Linked DNA regions of Mus musculus: all the other regions are linked to region 3. The links are chromatin contacts, called in public ChIA-PET, HiChIP or PLAC-seq and promoter capture Hi-C maps. All regions are on one chromosome and are shown on one strand. The core of a region is the stretch at or near the end of the contact, and the rest is flanking DNA. Distances in the headings are between cores, read along the strand shown.

The links. Promoter capture Hi-C pulls out the DNA fragments that hold promoters and counts their contacts. ChIA-PET counts read pairs in DNA pulled down with a chosen protein or histone mark. HiChIP or PLAC-seq counts read pairs in DNA pulled down with a chosen protein or histone mark. Capture Hi-C pulls out chosen DNA fragments and counts their contacts.
Region 1: a contact with region 3 is called in an H3K27ac HiChIP or PLAC-seq map of bone marrow-derived dendritic cells, with 2.6 times the contacts expected there. The contact joins the enhancer-like site here to the promoter of Il10ra in region 3. A contact is called at or near these places in 1 of 39 promoter capture datasets (pre-B cells), 1 of 484 Hi-C or Micro-C datasets (nephron progenitors) and 3 of 115 datasets of contacts at active chromatin or transcription factors (bone marrow-derived dendritic cells, bone marrow-derived macrophages and pro-B cells).
Region 2: a promoter capture Hi-C map of pre-B cells shows a contact between it and region 3, with 3 times the contacts expected there. The contact joins the promoter of Scn2b here to the promoter of Il10ra in region 3. A contact is called at or near these places in 2 of 39 promoter capture datasets (pre-B cells and stem cell-derived epiblast-like cells), 2 of 115 datasets of contacts at active chromatin or transcription factors (embryonic stem cells and pro-B cells) and 2 of 9 other capture datasets (adipose tissue and pancreatic islet).
Region 4: a contact with region 3 is called in a promoter capture Hi-C map of adipose tissue. The contact joins the promoter of Jaml here to the promoter of Il10ra in region 3. A contact is called at or near these places in 3 of 39 promoter capture datasets (embryonic stem cells, pre-B cells and stem cell-derived epiblast-like cells), 2 of 484 Hi-C or Micro-C datasets (CD4 T cells and memory CD8 T cells), 1 of 115 datasets of contacts at active chromatin or transcription factors (memory CD8 T cells) and 2 of 9 other capture datasets (adipose tissue and pancreatic islet).
Region 5: a contact with region 3 is called in an RNA polymerase II ChIA-PET map of memory CD8 T cells, with 68 read pairs. The contact joins the promoter of Scn4b here to the promoter of Il10ra in region 3. A contact is called at or near these places in 3 of 39 promoter capture datasets (embryonic stem cells and stem cell-derived epiblast-like cells), 1 of 484 Hi-C or Micro-C datasets (nephron progenitors), 4 of 115 datasets of contacts at active chromatin or transcription factors (bone marrow-derived dendritic cells, effector CD8 T cells, memory CD8 T cells and 1 more) and 2 of 9 other capture datasets (adipose tissue and pancreatic islet).

Annotation. Positions count from the first base shown.
Region 1 is chr9:45,028,609-45,032,142 of GRCm38.p6, reverse strand. No RefSeq gene overlaps it. Among named protein-coding and RNA genes, the nearest start is that of Mpzl2, 12 kb to the left of the region's middle. Within about 2 kb of position 1,507, at least 20 of the 459 cell types and tissues checked have an H3K27ac peak or open chromatin away from gene starts, as enhancers often do. A contact at or near this core is called in bone marrow-derived dendritic cells, where this site is marked.
Region 2 is chr9:45,116,233-45,119,788 of GRCm38.p6, reverse strand. Scn2b (sodium channel, voltage-gated, type II, beta) reads right to left here and starts at 1,913. Exons shown (of 4, transcript NM_001014761.2): 1 at 1,696-1,913. The coding sequence starts at 1,765. The region is part of intron 1 of Gm10684 (predicted gene 10684); the gene reads left to right.
Region 3 is chr9:45,267,291-45,271,189 of GRCm38.p6, reverse strand. Il10ra (interleukin 10 receptor, alpha) reads left to right here and starts at 2,041. Exons shown (of 7, transcript NM_008348.3): 1 at 2,041-2,184. The coding sequence starts at 2,118.
Region 4 is chr9:45,077,684-45,081,287 of GRCm38.p6, reverse strand. It overlaps Jaml (junction adhesion molecule like), which reads right to left and starts at 2,105. Exons shown (of 11, transcript NM_001005421.4): 1 at 1,992-2,105.
Region 5 is chr9:45,136,327-45,140,161 of GRCm38.p6, reverse strand. It overlaps Scn4b (sodium channel, type IV, beta), which reads right to left and starts at 1,538. Exons shown (of 5, transcript NM_001013390.3): 1 at 1,060-1,538. The coding sequence starts at 1,120.

The sequences.
Region 1 (3,534 bases), core at 258-2,757, 240 kb after region 3:
GTGGCACAGCTCAGGGGAGGGTGAAGAGTCCAGACGGTGACAGTTGCCTAGCAGCGTGATTGTGTTTACTACAATTTAAATAATCATGCTATTTGATTGTTGTTGATGTTGCCATCAGTTTACTTATTTGGGGGCTGGGAGGCTGAGGGCATGACACATGTCACAGTGCACATGCGGAGGTCAGAGGACAACTTCTAGGAGTCAGTTCTCTCCTTCAACCATGTGAGTCCTAGGTCATCAGGCTTGGTGGCAAGCACTTTTACCTGCTGAGCCATGCTATAGATTTTTACTTCTCCCCATCCTCTTCCTTCCCCCCCCCCCAAGAAAAGGAAAGAGGGAAAACAAGTGGGCAAGGTAGTTAGTTATAAGGCAAAGTAAAAACAAGCAAACTCAGGTGTACACCTTAGTCCCAGCACTTGGCAGGTGAATCTCTGTGAGTTCCAGACCAGCCTGGTCTACTCGAATCCAGGACAGCCAGGGTTGTTTATACTGAGACATCCTGACTCAAAAACACCAAAAGAAGGAGGGTGGGAGGAGGAAGGAGGAGGAGGAGGAGGAGGAAGGAGGAGGAGGAGGAGGAGGAGGAGGAAGGAGGAGGAGGAGGAGGACAAGGAGGAGGAGGAGGAAGAGGAGGAGGAGGAGGAGGAGGAGGAGGAGGAGGAGGAGGAGGAGGAGGAGACAAAATCCAAGCAAACTCATGTATAAAACAATGGCTCTGGCTGCTACCAGAGTCTCTGTGTCTCTGTGTCTTCTCCAGTAGTTAATGAGAGTAATGAAGGCCTCCCATGGAGTAAAGACCAAGGAAGACACCATTAAGTCACTTAACACATAATCACCAACTAGTTGTCTTGGAATCCAGTCTGAAGAGATGCACAAGGCCGGCGGTGGAGGCGGGGATTTGAGAGGAGATCCCAGGTACAACACAGGCAGGAAGGGAAGCAATTGGGAAGGTTGGATACAGGTGGAGGAAAAAGAGATAAAGGCCAGAGATGAGGCTGGAAATCTTATAAGAAGTGCGTTCTAAAGTCCTCTGCCTCTGATAAGGGTCAGGAAGTTGAGCTTTATCCAGGAGCAGTGGAATGCAAAGAAACTGTTTAGGGGGTCAGATTTGTACATTAGAAAGGTCACTCAGCTGCGGTTGGAGGAAGGACATTGGAAAAGACAAGGTGAAGCAAGAGGCCACTTCCAGCAGGCAGGGAGTGATTCTACCTCGACGGAGGACACTAAGGAATTCCAAGATCCTAAGGAGCTAGGATGGAAGGGATTGGTACAGGACTGAGAGTGCACGGCTGTGGAAGGCGAGTGCCAGGGGCTGAGCCCTCAGTTTCAAGTGCAGGTCAAAGCTGAAAGGCCTTCTGCAAAATAAAGAATCTCAAGGGTAGTTGTATTCGGATGTTCCCAAGGGACCACCAGGCAGAGATGTTCAAACGAACAGCAGACCAGACGAGACCAGACCAGAGCAGCCACTTAGTCAATCTCAGATAGGCAGTGGGCCAATTTTAAACCACTGCAACAGTCAGAAGTCTCCACAATCAATTAGAAGAAATGCAACCGACCTGGGCCTGACACACCAGGACATCCCCTTCAGCCCTGCCCTATAAGGAAAGTACCTTTAAGCTAAACACTTTGACTTTCCTGTTTCTAGTTCCTTCTGCCACTTTCTGCCTGTAAACCCCCCTCTCCTGCGTGAAAGCCTCCAAAAACTGACTTCCACATAGACTAGTGATTACTACAAATGATGCACGGAAGGTGCCCGATAGATCTTGAAAATGGTGGGCTGGGGAGAAGCCATTTCAACCAAAAAGTCAGGCTGGCAGCTAGGTCACCTGGAGGCGGATTGGGAGGGACTGGTTACTGAGGAGATAACGTTTTGGTTCAAAGGACAGACCTTACAGAGCAGCTGGAAGGGAATGTGAGCTAGAAAAACCTCCTAATTTGGGGTTTATCTGTTAATTTTGACACACACCTATAAGTACTCAGGAAGCTGGCAAGTAGGATGGCTGAGGAAAGACAGAAAAAATAAAAGAGAGGAGGAGAAAGGAGGAGGTGGGGGCACTCGTCCAAAGGGACTTTAGCTTGTCCCAGTGATCACAGGGACAGCCCAACAGCAAGAGACAGTGTGGCCCTGCCATTAGAAGCAGTAAAGACTGCTCTGGTTGCTGAAGCTGTTCCTGACTTATAACTGTGGTTCCAATGTAATGTCTGACAGTATCCCGTTCCCAGCTCAGAATGTGGTTCATGTGGTCAGTGTGGATGAGAGAAAATCCAGAGTAGCTGTGAACATGGATAACTTAGAAAGCAGGGAGATCAGGGCAGAAAAGTATGTGTGCTATTTTGTGAGTGGGGTGTGTGCATCTCCTAAATGTAGACGTTCCCATTTAATGGTTTCTATAGTGTTTTGTTTGTATCACAGGGAAGAAAGGTCACTGTAGTAAACTGAGGGGAGGAGACAGGGGACAGACAAACAAACTCTTCAGGACAGAGTCTAACACGGTTGCTCACTGGAAAGTGAGCAGAAGCTGACCAAAGTAGGAACTTGGAGATCAAGTAGTATAACCATGGTAACGTAACTAATGACCCAGTCAGATTCAAAACCGGGTCTGCCTGACAGGCAAGTCAGCTCCTGAGTCACCTTTGCTTTCTACTACACCAATCCCCCTTCTCCATAGAGTCTACCAGTCCTGTGTGCCAAGGAGTTCCCCTCATCCTACCCCCTATCTCCTCTGCTCTCTGGCGGGCTCTTCAGAACTAAGTGAAATAAAGATTAGGCTCCCTCTTCTCAGCATCTCTCCTAAAAGAACAAAAAAGGATGATGGGAAACTCTTGGGAAATTGTGTTCATTCTTCCTGTTACAGAAAACAAGCAACAGAACAGCTTCAAGCAGTTACCAGGTGTCCTGCACTTACCTCAGAATTCTAGGAGGAAGATGATACAATCAGCCCCATGAGGGGTTCTCCAGCAGAAGGAGGAGGGGAGAAAGAGAGACAGAGACAGAGAGACAGAGGCAGAGAGAGACAGAGACAAGAGAGAGACAGAGAGAAAGCCCCATTTCCAGGTGATCTGCATAAAGTGCACAGACAGGGGACAGACAACACAAGAATGTGGTACTCTGAAAAGGCTAGATACCTGGGAATCCTGGGAAATAAGGAGGAGTTTACAAAAGAGAAGGGCCCCATGGACCAAGGCGCTCTATTAGAGAGGAAAGCAGTCAGGCCCTGTGGGATCCCTGTCATGGATAAGATCATGGGAATAGTTATAACTACCAGCTGTTCCATACATTCTGCTCAGTATATTCATATCTCACAGCCTTCTGAAGCACTTTATCAATCCTTTTACAGGTAAGGAAGTGAAGTGAGGGACTGTAATGATCTGCCTGTGATTACTTTGTGGCCACGGAGTCCAACAGCCAAGCTTTAAGTCTGAGTCCCAGGACTCCTCTATGAAGGCAGCTTAGGGCTGGGGACACAGCCTAGTGGTAGAGCACTTGTCTAAGCGAAAGCCAGGCTCTGAGTTCAACCTCAGCACCACAAACAA
Region 2 (3,556 bases), core at 664-3,163, 150 kb after region 3:
AATGTGCTAAGCCAGATACAAATCTCAGTTCTGAGTTCAAATCTCAGCTCTCTCATGCTAGTCACATGACCTGATTGGAGGAGTTACTGAACCTCACCGTGCCTTTGTTTCCACCCTAGAACATGAATAGATTCACAGTATCTACTACAAGTAACTGCTGTGCGTGAGGGCTTAGCAAAATATGCCATGCCAGGGTTCACGGGAAGCATGTTGGCCCCTGCTGTGTGTTAGGTCACAAGCTCACCAAGCAAGAGACAGTCTCCAGTCTCCCATGGGAGCAGTGATGCTGAAGTGGCGCTCGGGGTAGGTAGGGTCTCGCCCATGGTTATAGAGTAAAACACAAAGCTAGTTTTAAACTTGGGTCCAGTTCCGAAAGACGAAAGATGTTAGATCTTTATCTTGCAGGTTACCAGGATTGCTTCATGTCTCTGTTATCCCTGTGGGCCCTATACCCAGCATGAGAGGGAGGGGGGATATACCACCCAGCACAGTGAGAAAGGACACAGAAGGTGGGACAGAGAGACAGAGACCAGCATAGAGACAGAAAGAGAGACAACAGAGAGACAGACAGATTGAGAGAGCTTATAGTGGGACCTAATCTCACCTAAGATCCTTAAACTTGACCCTCAGGCACTACAGAGAGAATTTTAAGAGTGAGAGTAAAACTGTCCACAAGGCAGGTTTAGAGCCCAGCATGGTGGCACTTGTCTGTAATCCCATCACCCAGGAAGAGAAAGAGACAGGAGAATCACTGAAAGTTCGAGATCAGCCAAGACTACAAAGTGAGACCTTATGGGTTGTGGGGTGGGGTAGAGTCGGGAAGCAGGCCTACAAATAGCCTCCTAACATACCTGCCTAGTACGAGGTCTCTAGGTGTTCAGCTATGAAATTGGCTTTGGGACCTTACGACAGGGTGGTCTGCAAGGTTGGGCTGGACCACGGAGACTGGTTTTAAAGGAACTCTCCCTAGGTTCCACTTACAGTTTGCTCCTTTTCCCAGGATCCTGGGCACCTGACCTCATCCATTCCATCTGGTTCACACCAGGGGTGCCTGCCTCGGTAGCAGCTACTCTGGTGCCTCTCCTGCCAACCCGGAGCTGGTCCTTAAGCCTGATACCCACCTCCTCCCACACGCATCCCAACAAATTGGTGGGATAGGCTCAACTCTCTGCCCCCAACTCTCGAGAACGCGATCTCCTTTAAATCCACCAGATCCCAGGGAACGGGCTCACAAATGAGACTTTTAAAGAAGCCAGCAACTCCTATGAGATCTCTTGGGAAGTAACTGAAAATGAAAACATGATGATGATGGTGGTGGTGGTGGTGGTGGTGGTGGTGGTGGTGGTGGTGGTGGTGGTGAAGAGAAAAATCCCTGAAGAGACCGCAGAGCAGCCTAGCTCTGCCCCACCCCCACATGGGTCCACTTCAGGGAAATCTACAGGATGAACCACCTCTTGATAAATTTGACCATTTTCATCCCCGAGCAACACTCACCCTCTAGTCAACATTTCTGGGAAGGAGAAGCCCAGCATCCGGCAGTCCCAGCTGTCCCAGATCCCCAGCACGCCCCTTCCCAAGGACACAGAGGGAAGCGGCTCACACTCCTTCCCTCTTGCCCCCTCCCCCGCCCCCTCCTCTTTCCGCTGCAGCTGCACTTCTGACCCTTAGGAGCATGCAGATGTGGTTCTAACTTACCCAAAGAGAAAAACAGACTGAGCCCCGTGAGACTGAAGGCAGGGCGAGGTAGCCAGGCATCCCTGTGCATTTTCAGAGACTGTGACGTTAGGCGGGTGGGCTGTGGGAAAGGGTGATTGAGGGACCAAGGACCACAAGGTAGGAATGGTTAAATGCTAAAAAAGAAAATGCACGGATGTACTTCAAAGACATATGCAACATTGAGGAAGCTTTATTTCCATCTCTCTAATATGGCCGACTTGTATGTGGCTGCTAAAAAGAGAGGGGGGTGGTGTATAAGGGAAAGGAAGAAAAAAAAGGGGATGGAGTAAATATTGTGGTTGGTGGATTTCAGAAAGCAGGTGGGAGGGCATAAAAAAGATATTCCTGGAAGAAATTAAGTTGCCAGAAAATTTAGCCTCTAAACTCAGAGCTCAATCAAATTTTGCCTTCCTACTGCATTTGAAATGATTTTTAGACTTTGAAAATTGTTAGAGAATTCTAGGTGAGGTGGCACGTGCCTGCAATCCTAGCACTAGGGAAACAGAGACAGGACTGCCTTGAACTCATAGCAGTCCAAAGCTAGCCTAGGCTCCAAAGCAAGACCCTTGCAAGAGAGGGGAGGAAGGAGGGGAGAGAAGGAGAGAGGGAGGGAAGGAGGGAGAGAAAGAAAAAAGGAAAAAGAGAAAGACTGTTAGAGCCATCTGTTTTTATCAAAGGGCTGTAAGGAAGTCCTTTTTATCATATGAATACGCCCCAAAGGCCTGTGAGTTGATTCCCTGGGGAAAGTGCTTGTGGCCACTGCCAAGCATGATGACCTGAGTTTGATCCCCGGGAACACACCTGGTCACCCAGCAGAAGGAGAGAACTGATCCCTGCAAGTTATGGTCTAACCTCAACACATTAGTGGCACCTGTATACTCATGCTACATGCTCTCTCTCTGTCTCTCTGTTTGTCTGTCTGTCTCTCTCTGTCTCTCCCCAACACACACACACACACACACACACACACACACGGGGAGGGGCAAGAGAATAGATAGATCATACATACGTACGTACGTACATACGTACGTACATAGATGTAAACACCCAGGAAAGAGTTGCCTTTTGTTGTTTGGGTTCAGCGAAGTGGGCAGGAGGCTCTTGGAAAGTAATGACTTCCTCATTGCTCTAGCATTTCCGCAGAATACAGAACTTGTCAGAGAAGGCTGATGCACAAATGCCTAAGAGACTTTTACAAGAGAATAGAGCATGGACCTCTGAGGGACCCGGATTCAAACAAATCAACAAGGAAAGGAACAGGTTTTGAGACAAGGGGAGCAGGGAGCGAATGTAAACTGGACGTTGATTATGTCAACAAATAACGTCTAATGCTGCCGGGTATCATAAAGATAGTGTCTGTGTTTTTAACACCCGTGGGTAATGTAGCTGATGGTCCCAGATGATTGGTGGTGCCTGGGGCACACTTCCCTTGGCTTTGGTGTATGTTTGAAACTTGTTATTTCGAAGGAGGGGAGAATACAGGTTGTCACAAGTAGAAGTTAGGAGAGAAGTGGCCCTAAGCAAAGAGGAGAACAGAGCCAAGCGTATCACAGGTCCTTAAACAGCAATCATTTATTTAGCTGTGCACATTTATCTGTCCACAGTGAGGAATCACAATTTGATCTTAACGTTAGGTCCAATGTACAGGTGATAGATCAGAGCCAGGATTCAAACCCAGCTCTTTGGAAGAGGCTGACCTCCCCCCAACCCCACTCCCCTTATTCCACATGGCTGTGACTGAGCCTTCCACACAGGGAAGAGCTGAGAATTCTGCACAGCGCCTGGTTGAGACTTGAAATTCACTAACCGGGAGGTAATTGACCACCCGGGGATGCTGCTG
Region 3 (3,899 bases), core at 792-3,291:
ATTATGTCAGCCCTAGGATGTGTGCCCACTTTACAGACTTCTCTAAAACTGCTGTATCCCCTCATCTCCAATGTCCCAATCCCCTCCCTATCCATCCATCAACTTGCCTATTACAACGCAGCGCTCAAGTCTCAGATAACCGGCCACCTCTGCCATGGAACCTTCCTTGTTCTCAGCCCTGTGTCCCCTTGTTAGTCTGTACTTTCCTTCCCAGAAACTGTTAAAATCTCCGCTCACTTTCTGTCTCTGGCAAGGTGGTTTCTAGAGGAAGGGGCCTGGTTTTGGCCAGCATCAGCTTGTGACTGTAAATTCTGGTATGTGGAAGAACCATCTCGATCGTCCCTTAAAACAGCCAAGGTGCAAGGCTTTAAAATTCTTATAACTCAACCAAAAACTAAAAGGAAGACAACTGAGGAAGAAACACCGCAGTGTCCTCTTTTTTAAGAGGTAAACGGGGACTAAGAAGTCATGCCCGGGTACTTGCGTCACGCCTGGGTACTTGTGTCACGCCAAGCAGTATATGTGCTTTACCAGCGGAAGGATGGGCAGTGCAGAACAGCAATTAAAACAAAGTCCTCCCACATTAAGAAGTCTGAAGTTTTCCAACATGGCTGACATGAGGGTATTCACAGTGACGAGGGTATCCCTGAGTGTGGTTCTCACTGATTGTGTGTGTGTGCGTGTGTGTGTGTGTGTGTGTGTGCTCGATGCTATGGTTCACAGATATTACTTCCAACTAGCTGAATAGCTAGGGCAGCCCAGTCCTCACAGACAAGCACCTTTCCCAGTGAGTTCCCTCGGCACAGAACATGATCCCACTCCACTTGGCATCCTCTGTCTAGGCCACTGGACATAGCACTATCCACTCCCACGGTGTTTAGACAAAGCTTGTGTCTCCACAAGCCAAGGGGGTGGTGTGCATCACTAGCTCTCAGGTCACGACGGCAGTGCTCGTGTCTGACACCCCCAAGTTGGAGGGTCCTTCTCCAGGTTCAGAGGTTGCCCAAATCTTTGACATAGTAACAGTACTTTGTCATCTACGAACTTCACACCGGAGAACCATCCAATCCAATTTCCAGGAAGAAAAAGAAAAATTTAACAAATACCTCATACTGTTTTCAGTCAGTTTCTAATTTGATGGGAGGCAGGATTGGTATTGGCACTGAGAATCATGCAATTTGCAGACCGATGGCTGGCCAAGCCTTCTCAAGGCAGTAGTGTCTTCCGTGTGACAGGTAGGCTCTGAGGGGAATAGAAAGTGACTTCTTGAGAGCAAGGGCATCCTAGTGACTCCAGCCCTTCCTTGGCTTCTGTGCCTCCTCAGAACAAAAACAGGGCTTCCAGGATAGCATGAATATGTACCTGGCAGATGACCCCACGGGCGCTGTACACCTCACAATTAGATCCCTGAAAATCATGTAAGTGACATACTCACAGTATCAGCGCCACCTGCCAATAAGTCAGGTGGACAAAGCTTGGTCTCTCACACAATTAACATCTTTGGTGACACTGGAGGGCAGACAGATGTCCTGGTCACTGAAGAGGCATCTGAGTGATACCAGGTCCCTCAAGGCGCCTATTGACACTTCTAACCTGCAGATTTAGGGCAAGAACAACCTAAAGGGCCTGGGGGTGTCATGGACTCCCACCAAGAGTCAGGTAGGGACGTTCCCTCACTGTTGGCTTAGCAGAGGGCCCTGCATAGAGGTCCCAGGACTTTCACACATGTACCTGCACGCTTGTGCTTTGCTCCTGGCCCAGTCAGTAATTCCAATTGCTACAACAGAGAGGGGAAGGGGGCAAGGGGAAGGGGAGGGGGAGGGAGAGGGGAGACAGGCTGTCCAGTCGGTGTGAGAGTTAAGAGCCCAGCCACAGAAAGCCTCAGCTGCTCTTTCACCTTGAGACAAATGCCCCAGAACTAGCTAGACTTCGCTGCCTGCTGAGGTTCCTGCGGAGGTTCCCAAGCTCCGTGGGCTGAGGGCGGAGCAACGAGGCTCCGCCTTCAGGTTGATGTCAAGCTGGCCCTGTGGATCCAGCGGCAGTCTTCAGTTCTCAGGACGCCGCCGGCCGGAGGCGTAAAGGCCGGCTCCAGTGGACGATGCCGCTGTGCGCCCAGGATGTTGTCGCGTTTGCTCCCATTCCTCGTCACGATCTCCAGCCTGAGCCTAGAATTCATTGCATACGGTAGGCTCCCCAGCGCTCGCTCTGTTGCTTTAAAGTTCACATTCGCGGGAGAATCTGCTTGGATGGGCTGGGGTCCCGCCCCAGCTCCTTCATGCTGGCAAAACGGTCTCCGGCTCACCTGCTGTTTAAGTGGAGGAGGCTAAGATTAACTGTGGCTGTTTGGGAGTGGCCAGCGATGGATGGGTAAAGCCTATAGTTTCCGTCCTGTACGTACCCTTGTTCCTCAAATCATTATCCTACCACCTCCGGACAATCCATAACTTAGCCCTCACTTTTCGGCTGTTCTGGTTCTTCCGTGGGTCTGATCGTGCCCCTTCTTAGTTAGGCTCCTCTCCCTGAACCCTACCATCTCACCCCATCCCTTCTTTCTGCCCACCCTTCCCGACCACCCTGTTAGTCTTTAGCCCACAATTCATCTCCGCTGCCTGCTGCCCACCCCCCTCACACACACACACTTTACCCACTCCTCAGCTCAGGCTAGGTTCCTGTAGCCCAGGAGAGAATGAAAAAGTGGAGAGTTGGAGGGACCAAGTGGCACAGAAGTACGAAGACCGGGGACCCCAAAACACACTTTTACAGGAGTTCAAAGTAAAAAGAGCACAGTCAGTCATGTTATCTACAGAGGCACTGGGGATGTGCCCCGCTGAACATCACAAACACGGGCTGAGGTTTTCACTCCCCCTCTCAGAGTTTTGCAACTGAAACACAACCTTGAGATTCAAAGAAAGGGGTGGGGGGGGGGAAGGGCTGGGACAAGTATGTTTTCTGAGAATGACAGGGTCACTGAAAGAGAACTGAGAACTGTGACTCTCAGAGAGCTGGCAGTTTGGAGAAGGAAAGTGTTGCAGAGCTGCCTTCAAGAGGAGACATCTTAAAGGGTCAAGAAGGCTGGAGAGGAACAAGGGCTATTGTCCTTGCAACACACTTAAGCCCGCAGAACTCATCAGGAGAATTCAATAGGAATGCTTATTGTATTGTTACAAAAAGGGCAGAGGATCTCAAGGGGGTCACTCCTCTGCTCCTGGTCATACTGGCAAGCTGCTAGCTCCAGGCTCCTGTGTCAGCTCTTTAGAACTAATAGAGTGGGAGACTACAGGTACTTCACAGCTGAGTTTTCGAGGAGGCCAGGAGGCTGGACCGCTGACGTTCATTGTCTCCATTTGAGGCTCGCCTAGGCATCTGATTATACTGATGTCCATGTCTGAGCTACAGCTTTCCTAGAAACTAGGGACTGTGGGGATACCCTGTGCCTGGACCACAAGATGTCTGTGTAGACAAGCAGGGTGCCTACGGATCCAGATAAGGTCAAGGGTCATGGCTTGGATGAGAACTCAGTCCTGGAATGTCGCTAGAACAGGAACAGGCTTTGGCCAGAGAGCCAGGGACCGGCTCATCTGAGAGCCACTCCTGGCCATTATCCTGGAATGTAACAGACCCAACTTGCCTTTGTCAGTCCCTTGTGAGGCTTCTCATCCCACATCACACAAGCATAGAAAGACAAGACTCTAGCTTTGGATTCAGACACATTCTGGATATAGACCACCACCATGCCCCTTACTGGCTCCACTGGCCTTGGGCCAACTATCTGATTCTCTGGGATTCTATTTCTTCTTCACTAAGTTCGGCATGTGTCTAGAGCCCAGAGCTGCTGTGATCACTAAACCGAACATATATATGTAAAGCACCCAGCCCCTCCCTCCCAAAGTACTCTTGCG
Region 4 (3,604 bases), core at 856-3,355, 190 kb after region 3:
TAATATGCTCTCCCTGATTGAGTGTTCTTCCAAACCTCTGTGCATACCTTCACGCCCTGAATTCCTGTTGGCTCCTCTTTCGGATGTCAAGTTAAATGTCATTTCAGAGAAACCTCTTCTTATCCCTCCATCCTAGGACAGGCCACCTAGCCACACGCCTTCACCGTGCTACTTATCTTTCTTTCTAGTATCTGCCACAGCTTGTAATCATCTACTTGCTGGGGTGCCCATCTGATTAAATATTTGCTCTTCCTCTCACTCTCCAAGATGATAAGCTCCAAGAGGCTAAAAATGTGCTTATGTATCACTACAGCTCAGGTGCTAGCATAGTGTTGGAGTCGGGGGGCCAGGAAATCCTCAGTTTACAGATTCTCAAAAAAGCTCATGACACCTTGAGAATTTACCAAGAAGCCTCTAGTTAAGTTTCAATTTCCTGAGTTGGTGGCAAATATTCAGAATTTGTGTGTATACACACACACACACACACACACACACACACACACACACACACACACACTCATACATCATTTAGTAAGGGGGAATATTGTCATCAGGAAATTCCATTCTGTGACCATCCCAGAGTACACCTACGCAAACTAAGGTTAAGATGCTGCTAGGTTATATAATCGTATAGGACTCCTGTCTGTGCATTGTCAACTAAAATGTTACTTAGCACATGACTACACACACACACACACACACACACACACACACACACACACACACACACGTATATTTTAAAACATATGATTCTCCAAAATTCTGAATTCTAAACACACACAAATGAAATCTTGGCTTTTAAAATCCCAGCAGACGTACTCAGAGTCGCCTTGCCTGTTAAGCTATCCTCCCTACCCTGCTCCCTTTCTGGGTACTGACTTAGCTCAGCAGACAACCTTCAGGTGATACCACACAGTCAGTCATTTCCCTTGCTGGCAGAGCATCTGACCCAAGCTCAAGGCTCCTCCACAGTGACTCCTGGCAAAAATCTCCTATCAGTCCTAGGGTGTGTGCAACCACCAGGAACTCTTTCCTACAATTAACAATGAATAGAAACTTTCCCCCTGGGTATAATTATGGCAGTGGAGGGAAGCTTCCGAAAAGAGACTTGTAACAATGAGAATGCCACACAGAATATGAAAATGGCCCTCAGATATGACAATATTGCAAGACAATGGGAGAGCGGGGACTGTCTCCTAGCCATTTGCCCCGGTAATAACCAAGACCATAAAATCAGACAACTGTGTGACATTCTTAAGCACGCCCCTCTCCGCTGCCATGCTAAGTCCCCTGCTCGTTCCTGTGCACTTTTGGGCTCTCAGAAATTTGTAAGTTCACAAGTCCTCATAGCCACCCTGCGTGATACAAACCTCTTGAAATATGCCCTTGACTTTCCCTCTAAGACCAAGTAATACAGATTGGGTGGAGGGGTGCTTCGTGGCTTCTGAAACACAACCTAGGTTACATGTACTCAGATGGGACCTTGGGAACATCCCTCCCTGTTCCCTCCAGCCCAGCATGCATCTAGTCACCATCCGGCCTGCATCTGCCTTTCTGGAGGCTATGTCAGGGTGTGATGAGTAAAGACAATAAATAGTCCGAGTCTCTTGGGAAACTGCCTTGGTGACGTATCCAGATCAGGGAGAAAACAGTGAGGTAGGAGTCCTGCCATGAGCTCAAAAGCAGTCACGATTCTGTCTCAAGCCATCGGCAACAGGAAAGCTAGACCTTCTAAACAACCCCGTCCGTGCTTACCACAAGCAAGGCTTACTTCTTTCTCTGAGAACCTTCACACAAAGTACACTACAGACACTAAAGCTGCACCTACTGGTCTACCTCACAGCAGCCCACCTGCAGAGACCGGGAATTCCATGCACGGCCTCCTCATCCTACAGCAATGCCCATCTCACCACCCTTCCTTTGAATGACAACTGGCCATCTCCTCAGAACAGCTCAAAGAACGGCTCACAGCACACAAAGTCACTGCTTACCCAAGATGACAGTGCCCAGGAAGAACAGTCCACCGCGATCTCCTGCCACAGCATCGCCCACACCAACTGAGAGACTTCTGCCAGCACAGGAGATCAGGCTCAAAGCAACACAGATGTGCATGCCTTCTGTGGTGGCTGCGGAAACAGAAACAGGAACCTCCCAATCAAGGCTCTCCATTCAATCATCTAGGTCACTGCTCAATTTGCATTTATATTTCCATTACTTTTAAATTATGGGTTTTTTTTTCAATTTTACAAATGGTATTCAATGTATTGTGATGGTCATATTCACCCTCATCACCCTCTCTTATTCCCAGTTCATCCCTGCTGATCCTCTTCCCAGCTAGTCCTATGCTTGCTTGTGTGTGTGTGTGTGTGTGTGTGTGTGGTGTCTGTGCATAGAGGGTGCACTGTGCACCTATGTGTGCCTGTGTATATGCATGCATGCATGTATACATGTGTGTGCCTGTGTGTACAGTGTGTGGGCATGCTACTGTGTGGTGTATGTACATGCATGTGCGCTGATGTGTGTATGTGGGGGTGATGCCTGTGTACATGTGTACATCTTTGCCTATGTGTGTGCCTGTGTGTGGTATGTATGTGAGCTTGAGTGTGCCTATGTGCCTGCAGTGTGTGTGTGTGTCCCAGTGTGTGTCTATGTGCATTGTTCATTTGTGTGTGTGTGTGTCCATGTGTGCCTGTGTATGTGCATATATAAGTCTTCTGCAGGTAGCCACAGCTGCTGTGTGGACATGATTACCAGGGCCATGTCCTATCCAGAAGCACGGCATCCCTGTCTTCTGGCTTTGACATTCTGCCTCCTCTTCTGCGATGTCCTGGAACCGTGGAGGGGTTGACACAGTTGTCCTACTTGCAGTATGTATAGTTTTTTTCTAGAAGGAAAGACTTGCAGCTCACTCAGGTGAGCCTCATATCTCAGGTCCCTGCAGATGTCACCTCCCTTCTGGATTACAAACTCTGCAAGCAAGATCTCAAATCAGCCAGGCCTAGTGGTGTATGCTGGACATCTCAGCACCCAGAAGGCTCAGGCAGGAGGAGCCAGCCTGGACTACACTGTGAACCCCTTATATCTAAACAACAACAAAACAACAACAAAAATCTTGACTGGCAAGAGGCATTTGCTGAGAAATCAGCTTTATGTAAATAAAGCACAATTACTTGGAGAATAGAAAACTTGAGGCTGTGTTTCGGACACAGAAGTTTCACTTCTTCTTCTCTTACTGTACAGATGCAGCCTGGCTGATTGATCACCTTTAGCTGCTTCCAGAGATTCCCCTGGCCAGTGCTCCGCCCACCATGTTGCTGTATAGGTTTCCTCCGACTGTGAGGGTTGCCATCATACAGAGAGCAAGCTGTTCTCCTAGCAGACCCTTTGAGTGGCTTGGCCATCTTGGGGAACAACTCAGGCCATCCTGAATGCCAGATCCTTCTCTTTTTCAATCATCCCTTCAGACTAAGCGTTCTTATACATACACATCCATCCCTTGTTCTATGGATTGACCCAGTAGAACAAAGCCTGGGTAATGCTCATCTTTTGAAATTTGTCCTGTCCTGGAAACTGTTGAATGTTTTCTGGCCCCAAGGACTATGCT
Region 5 (3,835 bases), core at 289-2,788, 130 kb after region 3:
GCTCAGGAGCAAAAAGAACACAGTTCCCAACACCTGATGGGTACGCATAGGACAGATCTGCACGTGAGTTCCAGGCGCAAGAGCAGCAGTGGCTTCCTATAAGAGGCCTGTGCCCCCTGCTTCCAGCACAGATACCTCCACCATGTGCCTGATCCAGTGGGGGGTGGGTGGGTGGGTTATGCTGTCAAAAACCAAACTTGACTTTATATAAACAGGAAGAGGCACAGGTGCCAGAGACGGAGTCAGCTTACATTGGAAGTCAGGCTGTGTAGAAGATTAGATTCTGGTCTGGACTAATAAATACCATTGCTTAATCTCTTGGAGTTTGACACTCAAAACCATCATGTGAATATTAATAGATAGCCATAAGAGTCTATACCCTCTGTGTCCTCTGGGCCTGACTCCTCTCTCTTCCCAGCCTTCCCCAAAATGAAAAGCCAGTAGCAAGCCAAACAGGTCTTTCCCCAAAGAAACCCTTTAAAGGAAGAGGGACAAGGACCTTCTGAAAAGGTGGCCTTTGAGTGGTCCTCTGGGTTCTTCTAAGTCCTTCCAGCATTTGAAAGAGTGGCAATGGACACCAGAAAGGAAGAAGTGGGGAGAACCTGGCGAAGAGTCGGGAGGGAGACCCTCGTCCCCCATTGGAGCATTTCCTGCTGCCAGGGAAGCAAGCAAGTCAATAGTACTAGGCAAGAGCGGCAGACACCGCTACACCTGCAAACTCCCTGGAGCCCCCACACTCAAGGCAGTAGACACCCCAGCCCCCACCCCACCAGCATGCCTTAACTCCGGTCTCAGGAGGATTTCCCTGCTGCAGCTCCAACACCTAGCTCCAAAAGGCATCAAAGAAAGCAAGAAACTCACTGCCCGGGTGGCAGGGGTTGGGGAAAATGCACAAGGTTCCCAGGGAACATAGTCTTAAAGCTAAGGGTCCGGAGGAAGACCGGCATCCCAATCATTTGGTGCCACCTTGTCTAAGGCACTTCTCTTCACCTCCTTCAGGATGGGGTGGGGTTAAGAAAGAGGCGAGAGAGAGAAATGACAAAGCTGGGGCTATCTTACCCAAAAGCCCAGTGCCCAGCCATCTCGCCTGAGTATTGCCTCGGTTCCCAGCCCGGGACATGGTCCTGTTCTCTCTGGAGCGCTCCGGGGGCTTGGGATGGAATAGTGGGGACAGCCGGGCTCTCCACCCGAGGTCGTCTGTGGGCCCCGCAGCTGCCAGGGGAGCTCCGAGCCGCGGGTCGGGGCTCCGGAAAGTTAGCCGCGAGAGAGCGAGACGAGGGGGAGACCAAGGAGGGGGAGGCGCGCCCGCCGCCTCTTGGAGCCGGCTGCAGGAGCCGGGGCTGGAAGGGGGAGGAGGAGCCGGAGCTGAAGGGAGGACGCCGGGGCGAGCGGCACTGCGATGCGCCTCTGCTCTGGAAGCGCTCCAGCCGCAGGAGGGGCGGCGTCCCCGTCGGTTTCGCACAGTGCCCGTTGCGCCGTGTATCACGGCCGTAGGGTCCAGCCTGGGCAGCCCTCTTCCTCTCCAGCGGGACGGGAATGCTGCGGCTTGGCACTGCAGGGCCAGCCCGCAGACGCCCGCATCATCCCAAGCGCCGAGCTGCCAATTAGGAGAAGAGTTCACGGGGGAGTAGAGGTGGAGCTTTTAGGTTTGTTGGAAGGCTGTTTTTGTTCCGCTCAGAGAACACGAGTAAGGGCAGCGGCTGCCTCTCCGGGGACCGCCGGGAGGACATCCGCAGCGGGCGCTGCCGCAGCCGGTGGGCGTGTGCCGGCTTGCCCGCTGCGGACGACCGGTACAGCCCTGAACCAACACGCGTCGCCTCCAGCCGCGCCGCTCATTCGCTCTGCGGATGGCTTTTAGGCTGTGGCAAACCTAGTTTCCCCTGCAAAGTCTCCTGCACGCCGCCCACCAACCCATTTCTGCACAGACTCTTTGCTTCTTAGAGGGTTGGCAGGCAGTCACTTGGAGACAGCGTGCTTTGCCCCCAGCGCGGGGAGGCGGGGGTGGGGAGGCAACCGTAAACACCAAGAAGGTCCCCCCTCAAGACCTCTAGTCAACTACTCAAGCTACCCTCCAGGACAAATCCTCCTCACTGTCCGGAGACCAGTTAAACCTTGGAAATACACCCTCCACCTCGCCACACCCTCCACCCATCTTCCAACCCGGAGTTCCTGAAAGGCTTCAGCGCCATAAGAGACCATTGAGGTTGTATACAGAATGTTAACTGTCTGCGGGGAGAACCTTGTTTTCTTTTGCTTCGTTGGTTGTCATGGTAGTTGAACAGCTCTGATGCCCTGTGTTTGCTGCTGGAGAACTCTGAACAAAGCACACAACTTTTCTGGAGAATTCTGCTGTCTGCTGGATGGTGACCCCATGATATTTACCTCCTGATGCAAAATAGCATCATCCTCAATGCTAGGCAACAGGGAGGGCAGCCCTGGGCTCCTAGTTTTAGGGGACCTCATGCTAGCCCATGAGTCCAGGGAACACACCTCCTCTGAGTTCTAAAGGGTTCTGGGGATCCAAGAATCTAGTGTTTCCCCTAGGGGTTGCTGAGTTGGACTCCTCTTGGATAAGTTTGATAAGCAGGTGGGTGGTTCCTGAGTGGAACCCCAGTCGCTGCAGGACCAGTCACAAAAGCAAGATGACTGGGGAAGAGTCTGAAAAGAAATCCCATCTTCTAGGCCACCATGGAAAAGCAGTCAGAGGCCGAGGATGGGAGATAAACTTTACTTAATGATCCTGAGTTGCTGTTCCTGCTGTCATTGCTGTAGTGGTGGTGGTTTTGAGACAGGAGTTCTCTGTGTAGCCCTGTAGGCCAAACTGTCCTGGAACTCAGAGATCGCCCTGCCTCTTCTTCCCCTTCCTGAGTGCTGGGATGAAAGGTGTTCTCCACCACGCCTCTATCCTGATTTATTACCTACATTGAGACTTGTGTGCCTTTTTGCACCTGTATCTTGCACCAGGCCTTTCCAACATTAGAAATAGAACTGGATGTAAAGACTCAGAGAGATAAAGACGTGTTAGCACGCTTGGCAGAGCCCTGGGCACACAGGCTGAACACACAACACATCTGAGTTCAAAGAAGCCTGGGGCCCCAGAGGGGAAGCTACGTCCAGGAGAGGTTTTGACCTTTGGGAGGGCCTGCCACTGTGCAAGCAAGGCCAGGCATCCAGGCTGCCTGTGTTATTTTTACAGCAGGGTCATGTTTCTCCCAGCTCTAGGCTGAGGTGAGAGGAGGTGAACCAATGGGAAAGAAAGTGACCCCTGCCCGGAAAACAAGGAGGGAGGGGGAATAGAACTCCAGAGATATCTTTAGATCCCGGTGGCAGAGGGAAGTGACCAGTCCCCCCCCCCAGTGCCCTACCCCCACACACATCTCCTAATCTCTTGCTGTTCCCTGAATGTTTTAGCTGACAGGACCCTTACTGTGCCCTCACACCTCCCAAACACACACAGAGGAATATGTGGGCCAGGGATGGAGTGTGTGTGTGTGGGCCAAGGTCACAGACAGAGTCCCGGGTAAATCCAGGCTTGGTGCCTCTCTGAGGCTTGGTTTCACAACTCCAGCTCCTAGCTGTTCTCTGAACACTAGCAGGGCTCCCAGCTGGGCAGAACAAGGACTTGGGAAACACAAAGCAGGAGTGGGCTGAGAGGCGTTTACATCCCTAGAGCACAGCCCCCTCAGAAAGCCACTGCAATACCAGAGCTAAGGGGGTCCTCCTGAGGAGGCCAAGGGACAGGGTGGGGAAGGTCCCATTCCTCCCCCTCCCCACCTTTGGGAAACTCTTAAGGAGCCCCATCAGATCGCCTTCTCTTTCCTCCCCAAAGCCTCTA